Linked DNA regions of Mus musculus: region 2 is linked to region 1. The links are chromatin contacts, called in public promoter capture Hi-C maps. All regions are on one chromosome and are shown on one strand. Each heading gives the region's core, a stretch centred on a gene start, on an enhancer-like site or on the middle of the called end of the contact. The rest is flanking DNA. Distances are from core to core; before and after follow the strand shown.

Evidence for each region. Capture Hi-C pulls out chosen DNA fragments and counts their contacts.
Region 2: a contact with region 1 is called in a promoter capture Hi-C map of adipose tissue. The contact joins the promoter of Zfp455 here to the promoter of 4930525G20Rik in region 1. A contact is called at or near these places in 8 of 39 promoter capture datasets (cranial neural crest, frontonasal cranial neural crest, hematopoietic stem and progenitor cells and 4 more), 1 of 15 datasets of contacts at CTCF or cohesin (large pre-B cells), 5 of 484 Hi-C or Micro-C datasets (CD4 T cells, granulocyte-monocyte progenitors, macrophages and 2 more), 5 of 115 datasets of contacts at active chromatin or transcription factors (bone marrow-derived macrophages, embryonic stem cells, fibro-adipogenic progenitors and 1 more) and 3 of 9 other capture datasets (adipose tissue, liver and pancreatic islet).

What each region holds. Positions count from the first base shown.
Region 1 is chr13:67,828,969-67,834,718 of GRCm38.p6, reverse strand. 4930525G20Rik (RIKEN cDNA 4930525G20 gene) reads left to right here and starts at 3,734. Exons shown (of 3, transcript NR_045194.1): 1 at 3,734-3,884. It overlaps Gm10037 (predicted gene 10037), which reads right to left and starts at 3,613. Exons shown (of 4, transcript NM_001309374.1): 1 at 3,566-3,613; 2 at 1,361-1,487; 3 at 848-924. The coding sequence starts at 1,484.
Region 2 is chr13:67,191,982-67,198,238 of GRCm38.p6, reverse strand. It overlaps Zfp455 (zinc finger protein 455), which reads right to left and starts at 3,733. Exons shown (of 4, transcript NM_001048204.1): 1 at 3,645-3,733. The coding sequence starts at 3,650.

The sequences.
Region 1 (5,750 bases), core at 2,485-4,984:
AGTTTCCTGTATATCAGGAATCAGAATTTTCAAGAACATGTGAGTAACTCCCACTGAAAGTTGTAAATCAGAGAATGAAATACTGTTCTCAAGCCATGGAAATAATGATCTCATTAAGATATGCTTCACTGGGACTGGAGAGATAACTCAGCATGTAAGAGCACTGACTGCTCTTCCAGAGGTCCTGAGTTCAATTCCCAGCAACCACATGGTGTCTCACAATCATCTGTAATGGGGATCTGATACCCTCTTCTGGTCTGTCTGAAAACAGCTACAGTGTACTTGTATAAATAAAAAAAATCTTAAAAAAGAAAAGAAAAGAAAAGAAAGAAAAGAAAAGAAAAGAAATTGATATACTTCAAGTTCCAAATCCACACTGCTAGGCGTCTCAGCTAAATAGATATGGATAATGGAACCTGATGTGGCCACCTCCTGTAGCCAGGCAGGATCCTCCAGTGGAGTGATAAGAACACTAACCCAACCACAAAAGTTTTGATCCAAAATTTGTTCTGTCTACAAAAAATGTAGGATCAGAGACTGAGGGAATGGTCAACCAATGACTGGCACAACTTGAGACACAACCCACGGGCAAGAACCAATCCCTGACACTATTAGTGATATTCTGGTTATGTTTGAAGACAGGAGCCTTGCATAACTATCCTGTTAGAGGCTCCAGCCACCAACTGACTCAAACAGATGCAAAGACCCAAGTAAAACATTGGATGGAGAGATCTAAGATTATCTTGACAACTACATCATGTTTCAAAGTATATGGGGAAGCCGACCATTGCACCTCCACGTTGTTCCGACCTCCTCTTTCCTACCAACCTGGGAACACTGTTTTTACCTCTTGTCTCTTCACACCAGTAGACTGTTGTCTTTGCTCCAGAAATGTCACCAGCTGTGGCTTAGAGTCAGCAAGCTCTGTTCGTAGGAAAAGGAAATGAGATTGTATAAGAGTTGGTCTACAGGGAATTGATATGACCCTTAAAGTAGTGTTTACAAGTAAAGAAAATTATTTCCTTAAAATGATTTCTGACAAGAGTACCAGAATACATATAGGGACATACAATATCCAGATTCTAAGTTTTATTTAAAGGGAGAAATATTAAAACTGAATTGTTAAGCATTTTAATTAATAAGTGTACTCCAAGCCTCATGCCCTTGAATTTCTAATAGGAGAAGATACTTCTAACACAGAAAGGTTAAACATACAAAGAGAAAAACAGTGAAGTGGTTCTTAGCTGTACAACAACCTAATTTTTTTAAGGATATGAAATGCTCCTATAAGACATTTTACAAGGTGAGGAAGCTGCATGTTGATGGTGAGATACAAATGCTCTACAGATGCAGTGCTCACCCAGGAACACAAGGTGGCTGTAATTCTCCAGCATCACATCCCTGTACAGATGCCACTGAGCAGGCTCCAGGCATTCCCACTCCTCTGCAGAGAAATCAATGGCCACATCCCTAAATGATAGCATTTCCTGAAATGAAGACCAATGAATGATATCACAGTTTAAATTAATTAAAACCACTAAAATCATTTAAATACCATGATGAACTCTGCTGGATAGTTCTCCCGTCAAGTTGACACTATTATTTGAGAAGAGAAGAATATTTGAAAAAAATGTCTCCAGGAGATTGTCCTGTAGCCAAGCCTATGGCATTTTCCTAATTAGTATTGATAACAAGATATCTACAATATGGGTGGGATCCCACCGGGGAGGTGTTTCTGTATGGTATAGGAAAGCAGGCTGAGCAAGCCATGGAATACCAGCCAATAAGCAGCGTTCCTGTGTGGTTCCTGCGCTGGTTCCTGACTTGAATTCCCTCAGTGATGATCTGTTACCTGAAGATGTCAGCTGAAATGAACCCTTTCTTCTCCAAATTGCCTTTCCTCATGATCTTTATCACAGTGGTAGAAACCTTTACACGGGCATCATGTGCCTGTGGACACAAATCTAGATTCTGTAAGGATGAAAGAGAGCTAGACCTGTTTCTCACATCACTGAGTAATATTCTTCAGACACATCAAAGGTACTCATATGACCTCACAATGGACCCATCTTCAAAGGAAAACAAGGTAAAAGATGCTATAAAACCATGTGGGCTCTATACATTGAAGACAGGTGAAATGTAAAATAAATACATCCACAGAAGCATCCATTTAATGCCATATGCTTATTATAAACCACACAAATAAACAGTTCTCACAACAGAAAGTCCTGGTGAGGGAGAAGGTTCTTGTCAACACTAAATATACACAGCCATGAATGTGAAATTATATGAAAATACAGACTTTAATGAGGTGGCTCTGGCTGTCATCTGGGTTTCTGCATTTGTCCAGAATTCAGCAGCGACACAAAGCACAGTGACAAGGGACAGGAGATGGAGGAGGCAAGGGGTAGAACATTAAAGGAAGAACTCACAGACTAATATCATTCAAGGTTCTGAACATACGGGGAAACCAGCATGCAAAGGACTAATCATACTGAGAATTTAACATAGAACAGAATTCACTGTTCCTTGTCATGTTCCATTTCTGTGTTTTCTCTAATGGGTACTGGTTGATGTTTGTGACATTTCTGAAGTGTGTTTTACACATTTGACAGCATGTATCAGTGTGCTGTAGTTGAGCAGCATGTTTGCTATGCTGTCTAATTATTTCAAAATTTTTTAATTTCTATATTCATGTCTTATTGAATAATGCCCCAGATTGGCCAACGAGAATAGTCATATTATTTTTTTATTTATACATGAAAATATCAGCAGTTTATGTATTAGTGGGGTCCTTTAAAATAATTGTATAGATAAGCTTTGATCATTTTTCTAAGTATTGTTGTGCTCAACTCAAACAGTATGTTATCGGATTCTAAGATGTAGCCCACATGATCCTTATACACATCCAGCATTCAGGGCAACAAGACTGCAAGCTTCTCTCTCTCCCACTGTTCCAGAGCGTCCATTACTCAGGAAGGCCCAGAACCTTGGCTTCCTGACATCAGTAGTCCATGGTAAAAAATATTTGGCCTCCTTCTTCTATAAGTTACAACTCTGTATTTTTAGTTTAAAAATAGCTCAACAATTTCAGTGTGAGATGAGAACATGCTGACACTCTGAGTGTCATGGTGAATAGCTTCAATCCCAAGATGAGGGAGGCAGAGGCAGGAAGATCCCTGTGAGTTCTAGTTCAGCCTGGTCTACAAAGTAAGTTCCATGAGAACCAAGAGAAATTCTGTCTAAAACACAAACACAAAAACAAAAAACAAAAACAAAAAGCAAAACAAAACAACAGGCTGAAATAACCATTGTGGGCCAAGGACACATCCTGTGTTTGGGGATCACTAACATCTCTAGGGCACGAGAGCAGCACGCAGTGTCCAAAGGAAACCATCACCTAGGGCACAATCCTCATCGTCCCGACATGCAACGTCACCTGTCCCAGCCGGTACAGCAAGGCAGGTCCAAGCAGCAGCTTCTGCCCTCCCACCCAGTTCAGTTTCGCTCCCTCTGAGACAGAACCGGGAACAGAGACCCAGGCTATGTTGTTTTCTGAACCAACCTCCACATCACAGACGACAGGAATGTAACGGCCACACAGGACTCTCGCAAAACTTTGGGGAAGACCCCTCTGTTAAGCAAAAACCTAGTGGGGGGTTTACCGGTTAGCTCCCTGTGACGTCACAGTATCCAGACTACATTTCCCAGAAGTCCGTGCGAAGGGATTTCTGTAACCCACCGAAGGTGATTTCTCTGGTTCCAGAATTTGTCCCTGGCAACCCAAGAGAGAGAATAGAAGGAAAGAAGCAGTCTGCAGCACATTCTTGGGGAGTCGGGCTGGTTTTCCCCCCTCCGGATCCACAACAGGAGATAACGTGAATGTGAGTCGAGTCTGTGACAGAAATCTTAGGAGTACAAGTCATTTCTGGGCCATATGTTGTAATTTTAATCTTACTTTAAAAAAGAATCACGCTGACCCTGTTGTGTTTTTAAATAAGGAAGCAATACACTAATGTGGGAAAGAAAATCATCTTAAGATTCATTAATATTTTTTAACTCCCAGCGGCTCTTGATGCCTCTTTGGTTCTCACGCTCACTGAGAATGTCTTGTTGGAGATGGCAGCAAAATTCTCATAAACTTACAAAATATTTGTCCACTCCCATTCCTAGTAGGCTTTCAACTCTGGCACATTTGACATTGTTTTGAATCTCATTATTCATCACGGTCATATCCCATGGTTGAAAATATTGCCAGTATTTTTTCTTTTGGTTTTTCGAGACAGGGTTTCTCTGTATAGCCCTGGCTGTCCTGGAACTCACTTTGTAGACCAGGCTGGCCTCGAACTCAGAAATCCGCCTGCCTCTACCACCCCCACCCCCACCCTCACCCCCCACCCCCCAGTGCTGGGATTAAAGACATGCGCCACCACACATTTTCTCTCCTCACTCACTCATGAGATCCTTGGGTGTTTGCTAAGTGTGCTGTTACCTTAAAGGAACCCCATGCAAGGTGAGTAGATTGGACTTAGTGCTGCTTTTTAGTGCTCACATCCTGAGGTAAGGGAGGCAGGACTTGTCCACCTGTGGTGACTGCAGGAGCCTCCTGAGCAATAGCTGCAGCCTTGGCAGGAGTGGGGCTTCTGGTCTGCACTTCTTTATCTTTCTGAGACCTCAGCCATCAGGAAAGCTAACCAGCCATGGAGGCCAGGAACCAACCTCACTAGGTCCAGGGGTTTGGAGCCATGATTTCTGTGCCAGAGGGTGCCTTACCTGTTTGTTTCTCAAGTTAAGAGAAGCTTTACTGGTTCCTAATGCCTGTTGTCTCTGCTAGAACTCAAAGCCTGCTTCCTCTGAGATAGCACTCCCTCTGTCTCTGAGATTCCTTTGCCTTATGCCTGTGGTCTGCTTTTGTTTCTGCCCCAACGTGCCTAGATTTGGGAGGTGACCTATCCCCCACAGATATCGTAACTACTGGCTATGAATGAAACTATACCCCTGCATTCTCAATTGTTAAGCTCTGCTGGCAGCATCTAGCATTGGCTGGATATAAGGTACTGTCCTTACTATCACCCACAAAACCTGCCTTGTACATGTAAATATTTGTCACTTCCTGCGCAAAAGGAGTATTCTCTGAGATTGTCATGTTAATGAGCAAGTTGCCCCAGGGAGGTCCTGGAGTTTTCATTGACTTTATCCAGAAAGTAACTTTAACTTATGGACAGGGCAGTCCTGCTGCTAATTGGGGCAGAGGGATGGAAGCAGAATGGAGCAGGGCAAGGAGGCCAGGTAGAGCCATAAAAATGAGGGACTGCCCCATGCAACAGCCTTACACTATATGGATGTCTCTGTGTCTTTATTATTGAACCCCGTGTGGGGTGCCCAGAAGCCTCCACAACACACACACACACACACACACACACACACACACACACACACACACACACACACACACACACACACGAGAAGCACTATCACTATCACTACAGGATACTGACACCTGCTGGGCATGGAGGTGCACGCCTTTAATCTCAGCACTCGGGAGGCAGAGGCAGAGGCAGGATTTCTGAGTTCGAGGCCAGCCTGGTCTACAAAGTGAGTTCCAGGACAGCCAGGGCTATACAGAGAAACCCTGTCTCAAAATAAATAAATAAAAATAAAGAAAGAAAAGGATACTCACACCTAATAATAATTTGGAATATATAACACAGTAACCTAAAGGATTCTAAATGTTCTAAATGTTGTTACCA
Region 2 (6,257 bases), core at 2,484-4,983, 640 kb after region 1:
CGCTTTGAACAGTAAGAGCTACACACTCATGTGTAGGAGCGCTTTGAACAGTAAGAGCTACACACTCATGTGTAGGAGCGCTTTGAACAGTAAGAGCTACACACTCATGTGTAGGAGAGCTTTGAACAGTAAGAGCTACACACTCATGTGTAGAAGCGCTTTGAACAGTAAGAGCTACACACTCATGTGTAGGAGTGCTTTGAACAGTAAGAGCTACACACTCATGTGTAGGTCTAAGGAAAAGCAATCAGAATGCAGTGAGAGCTTAGGATGCTTTAGTAACATGTCATTAGTATGTTCCCCTCTAAGGTTTCAACCTAACAAGTCACCTGCGGCAGCTTCTAAGCATGATGTAACTTCTATTGATGAGGCTTTAAGTCCCATTGGACAGCTCCTGCATATGTCAAGATATTGAGTGGCACTGTGGCATCTTTACAGCTGGAATGACATACAGGATATTGCTGTGGCCCACTGGTATAAGAGCTAAGCAGGGCTATTGATTGCTTCTCTCCCTTGGAACCTGGCAAAGCACCTTCAATGCGTATGGACAACTTGTCCCTCTTCAGATCTTCATGTCAGATCCAGCTGCAATGCCCTGAGTCTTGTGTCTGAAGTGCAAGGTGATTGCACCCTTGGGAGGAGGGAATAGCTATTGTCACAAGACTTTATAGGACAACTAAAATATATCCTCTTTAAAGAATGACCGCACAGAAAATAGCCTTTTGTCTAATGAGCAGAGTTCAGCAAAATGAAGAGGCCAGAAAATCTCCAAAACACCAGCAGAATGAAGCACTTTGGTGAACAGAAGATTCTCAAGGGAAAAGAAATTGAACTGTCTTGAAACCTTCTTTAAAGCTGGTAGAGAAGGGTCCTGTCTCTACAAGTAAGTGAGAACAAACGGATTACACCCTTTTCAACCACAGGATCACCAAGTCCGTGGGAAAACCAGCAATGTAGGGAATGGCAGGAGCCCAGAGCAGAGCAAAGATGAAAACAACTCTCTGTGAGAGAAACACAGCATGCTCACAATGGAGCTACCATGTCTTGAAATCATACAACTCAGGAAATGGAATAAAATGTGAAAAATATGAAAGACCAAATGTAATCATCTTTGTTTTCCCTCTGAAAAACATTCCTTATATAACGATGATTTATTTTTAAAATAAATAACACATTTGTTCCATACATTAGGCCTCTAGATGTATTTTTGGATTTTAGTAGTCTGTATATTGTTTATGTGTCTTCTTAAAGCACCAGTAGGTGGAGTGTATTCAGTAAAGGATGGAATAGAGAATATGAAAGAACTGATCAGGCAAGCAGACACAGCTGTTAACTCATTATATGTCACCTTACTTGAAAAAGACTATGGAGGACTCTGTGAAGACAGAGAGTTTCTTTTCTTTTTTTTTTTTTTTTGGTTTTTTCGAGACAGGGTTTCTCTGTGTAGCCCTGGCTGTCCTGAAACTCACTTTGTAGACCAGGCTGGCCTCGAACTCAGAAATCCACCTGCCTCTGCCTCCCAAGTGCTGGGATTAAAGGTGTGTGCCACCACGCCCGGCTAACAGAGAGTTTCATAACAGAAAATGACAATGTATTGAGGATCTGCACTGCTCAGGTTTATTACTTGTATATGTGTTTGACAAATGTTCAAATCATGTAACTTCTCTTCATGGCCTCTGACATACACATGCAGATCAGCAGGATCTGACTGTCATCACCAAACACACCTCCTCTCCAGTTTTCCAGATATGACATGTCTAACACAGCAAGGTTCATACATGAGTTGTACAGACAAGTAACTCCTTCCCTCATACTAACATTAAGAGGCCTGGGAGATCAGGGGGACAACTACACACCAAGGGGACCTGGACTTAAACCTGTGCAAGAGGACGGCATCCCACACTAGCAGTTTCCTTTACTGGTTGCAGACAGCAGTACCCATGTGAGGGACAGTGGAGGACGTGGGCTTGTTCCAGCTAACTGTAAGAAGCATTTGCAAGCAGCTAAACCTCTGGGACAGGAACACAGGAAGATATCCCAGAAAAAGAGGCAGAAAATGACACATGAACATAAACTACAGTAGCCTGCATCATTCAAGAACTGCAGAAAGGCAATGAAGAAATGATGGAGTCTCTGCCTAGATATGGACGGAGCAAACTGGAAGAATTCAGGGAAGACCAGAAGAAAGCATCCTCAGGTCATGGCAGAATCTAACACAAACTTAACTATCCAAAAGGAGTGAACATTCACTGTCAATAGGAAGAATAATCAAGCAAGGGAAAGAGGAGAGTCCTTCCTCACACAGTAAATCCAAACAAATAGTCACCCAAATGTACCATCTTTAACAAGAGCATGTTAGTGAAAACAAAGTTTGAATCCCACATGGATTGGGTCGGCAGAAGGGAAGCATGTGTACTTTGTAAGACACCAAAGTGTTGATTGCAGGGGTTTTCCACGGCTCTCACTGGAAGACATGGAATGAATCATAGAGAGTATTTCTCACGTCCATCAAGCATGATTAAATGTTTTCTGACACAGACTGAGGTAGCCTACATTGGCCTTGAATTTGCTATCAAGCAGGGGTTGACCAGAGGGTCCTGCCCCTCCCCCTCACAAATACAGAGATGACAGGAATGTGCCTCACAGTAGGCTCAAGTGTCTTTCTATCACAGGTCTGTTTACTTTAAGTCACAAGAATACACACAGGTCTGTGAGCTCTTCCTTACCCTGCTGACCTGACACAAAAGCCTGGCCCCCTAAAACAAGGCCACGCGAGATTTTCACCAGATACTAATACCCTGCTCATAAACGTTCTCAGGTTCAAGGCCTGATCAAGGCACGTTGACATAATCATAGTGTGCCAAGCAGACATTGTGTCTTATTTACAATTATTCAACCCTACTTTATGAACAGGAAACCTATCCAAGGTTTAAGGAAACCCAGCCCTCAAGGTAAAACCAGGTGGCAGGTTGCCTGCTTTGCTGACTTCCCTCTGTGTATCCACTACATGTGTTTCCTCACCTATAGTCAAAGACTCTCAGTGACCTCCCATCCTGGCAGATCTCTCTGCTCTGTTCCAGATTTTCCCATCTATGACCTGTTGGGACTTGGATTTTTATTCTCTCTTAATTCCTTAACTGATAGGGAAAATGAACATAATCAGGACCGTAGGAGGAGGCCAGGTACAGAGGATAGTGGGGCCAGGTACCCCATTTGCTCTAAAGGTACTGACTGGGGCATCTGACAGCATCCACCTGAGAATGGGGCAGCTAGGGGAGCATGCTTCCCAGCAAAGCTGTCAAAGAGTTCCCAGCACTGCCTCAGGTGCAAGTAGTCATCTCACCATCACTAGCTTGCAATCCTGACCCCTGCTACCAGTCTGTTCCTATGTCCAAGACACCCTGCGGTGTCCTATGAAAACCCTCACCTCAGACACAATCCCAATCGCCCCATTCCTGGTCCAGAACTGCAACCTCACGTGACCCAGCCAGATCAGCACAACAAATCCCAACAGCTTCTTTTCTTCCGTTCTCCCTCCAAGCCCAGGTCCGCTCAGTCCCCACCTTCCCCACACCCACTCTCCCCGCCTTTTCCCAGCCCGATGCTTGCACAAAGCCCCAGGCTGTGCTGTTTCATGAACCAACCTCCATGACAGAGACAACAGGCGTGTACAGCCGTTCAGGACTCTCGCAAAAACTTTGAGGAAGGCACAATGTACAAAACGAAAGCTAAAGTGGGATTGCCTGGATGGCTCCTCGTGATGGCACAGTTGCTTGGACTACATATCCCAGAAGTCTTTGCGAAGCTATTCCTGGAACTGAATGTGGTCTTTCCCTGGTCTTAGATTTGTAGCCTTCTCTCTGTTTTCTTTACTATTATACTATGGTAGGTACTATGGTAGGTACTTGGCCTACTTTAAAGCGCTCGACTCTAATGTAGACTCTGTCATAATACTCAGTATTGCAAATAAATAAATAATACTTGTTCCTTTGCAATTACACTCTGCATGAGACATACATGGATCAGATTCCACATCATGAAAAACAGTTTTGTGTAAATATTAGGATGTATATACTGTGGTTAGTTGGTCAGGGACACATTGAGAGTATAGATCATTTAACAAAGTTAAAACTTTAAAATGTTAATATATATTTAAGAAATTCCTTTTTAGTGGGAGCTGTACTACAATTTTAACGGTCTCCAATGGTTGTTCACAAACACAGGTACACATAAGCCACTGGGTATGTTTGCCCGTTGTTGATGTTGTTGTTCCTTCCCCTGCTCAGATTACACTTGGGAGGACACAGCTCCTGAGGTCACACTGGTATGTGTACTGGCCACTGGCCCATTATCCATTGTTAGAATTCTCTCTGCAGAGGTCTGATCTTTCTTACTCAATTTCCTTTCCCTGCTCTGATCTACAAGTGTTCCTATGTGACAATATTTTGAAAGTCAAAGCATCTGCCCTGAACTAACCTCAGTTTCTCAAAATCAGGACAGAGAAATGATTATTTCAAAAACAAATCAGAAATATCAAATAAGTTTATTGGAATTTGACAATCAAATACGTTAAAAAAAAACACCATACTCTGTAACCTGGAAGCCTCTGAGAGTTTCACTTTCATCTGTTTCTAAGAAAGACAATTCACTTCTCAACATGCCCATAGACTTTAATAGTCCCAAGACAGTCAAAGCCCAAAGTCTCTTGATGTTGTAATTCAATCAATTGCTTATTTCAAAGTGCTTACAAGATTACTCCTTCAACCTACCATGGACCAGTGGAAACCTGCCTTTTCCAAAAGGAGGAATAGTGACCAGGCAGGGAAGGATAAGAATAAGTTCGAGAGGAATGTGCTGTGAAAACCTAACCCCTACATCATCATATGCATTGGGTCTGTGGTTGCTGAATCATTTGGATGTCAAAGAACAGTGTCAACCTAAACTTCATCTGTGTGTTCTAAAGCACAGACATCCCCTTTCTAGATGTTGCTATGTTTCTAACATGAGGCTATGGTGGGGTTCCAAGTCCACTTAGCTGTCACCTGCATGTTTTATGAAGTGTGATCCCACCAAGATATTAGGAAGGACAGTATACACCCTACCAGTTACATGGTGAAGCATTTCTCTTAGCATGGCTGCAAAGCTCCATGCTGACCTACAGGATGCACCTCAGAGCCTCCACAACTAGTACAACATATACAGTGCTGTCCAGTTCTGCTTTCATCTAGGTTAGTATCAGGCCCCAAGAGAGTTTCCTTTGTCGCTGTGTTCTGAACCTGGAGAGCTTTCCTGAAAGTGTAGTTATGAGCATAAAGTCCCCACAATGGGCTTTCCAATGAAATCAAAATTTCAAATGAAATTCCACTTCCACAAGGCAGAGACTTCCATGGATGTGCTCTTGTCACAGAGGAGATTTAATGTTGGCTCTGGACAAAGTACCAGGATTGCCCATCTCTATAACAAGAATAGGGGATCTCACAATGTCTATAACTTTAGATTCACTGAGGTTGTAGAATGAGAATAGTACCCTACAGCCTCATACAACTGATGCTTCGGTCTCAGTTGGTGGGAAATATTTGTGAAAGAGTGGGAGGTGTGACCTTGTCACAAGAAAATGTCACTAGGCTTTTTCATTACACAATAGCATGCAGTTTCCAGTTATCTGTATGTGCTCCAGTGTGGATCAAAGAGTAAGCTGTCTGCTCCTACACAGGACCATGACTGCCTGCTTGCTGCCATGTTCCCTGAAGTGGAATGACTTCTCAGCTCTTCAACCACCAGCAGGAAATCAAACTGCTTTATGTGTTTCCACCACAATGAATAAGACACTCCATTCTGTGATTTTTCCAGTGAAGAACAGAAGAAGAGTCTGCTCCCATCAGACCAGGGTGTAATGACAGACGTAGGAAAGATTCCACCCAAGACTCTATCATGAATCAAGAGTTTACTAGTTTTGCTGACAGGCATTTGATTGAGAGATAGCACAGGAATACAGGTGGCTCAAGGCAGCGACATGTGACTGGATTCTGGGTAAGAACTCAGGAAAGTTGCATGCCTGCAGACGATTCTTGTCTTGTAGGATGCTGCAGTGATAACAGGGTTCTCAGCCTCTATAGTCCTTAATGTTTATATCAGCTTCATCAGTGAGACTCCTGTGAGTCTTGTAAAGAACTCTGAATTCCCCATGCCTACTCACAAGCTTACTTTCTTAAGGCTAATGAAGCCCACCTCCAAAATGTGATGTTTCCTTGGAATGG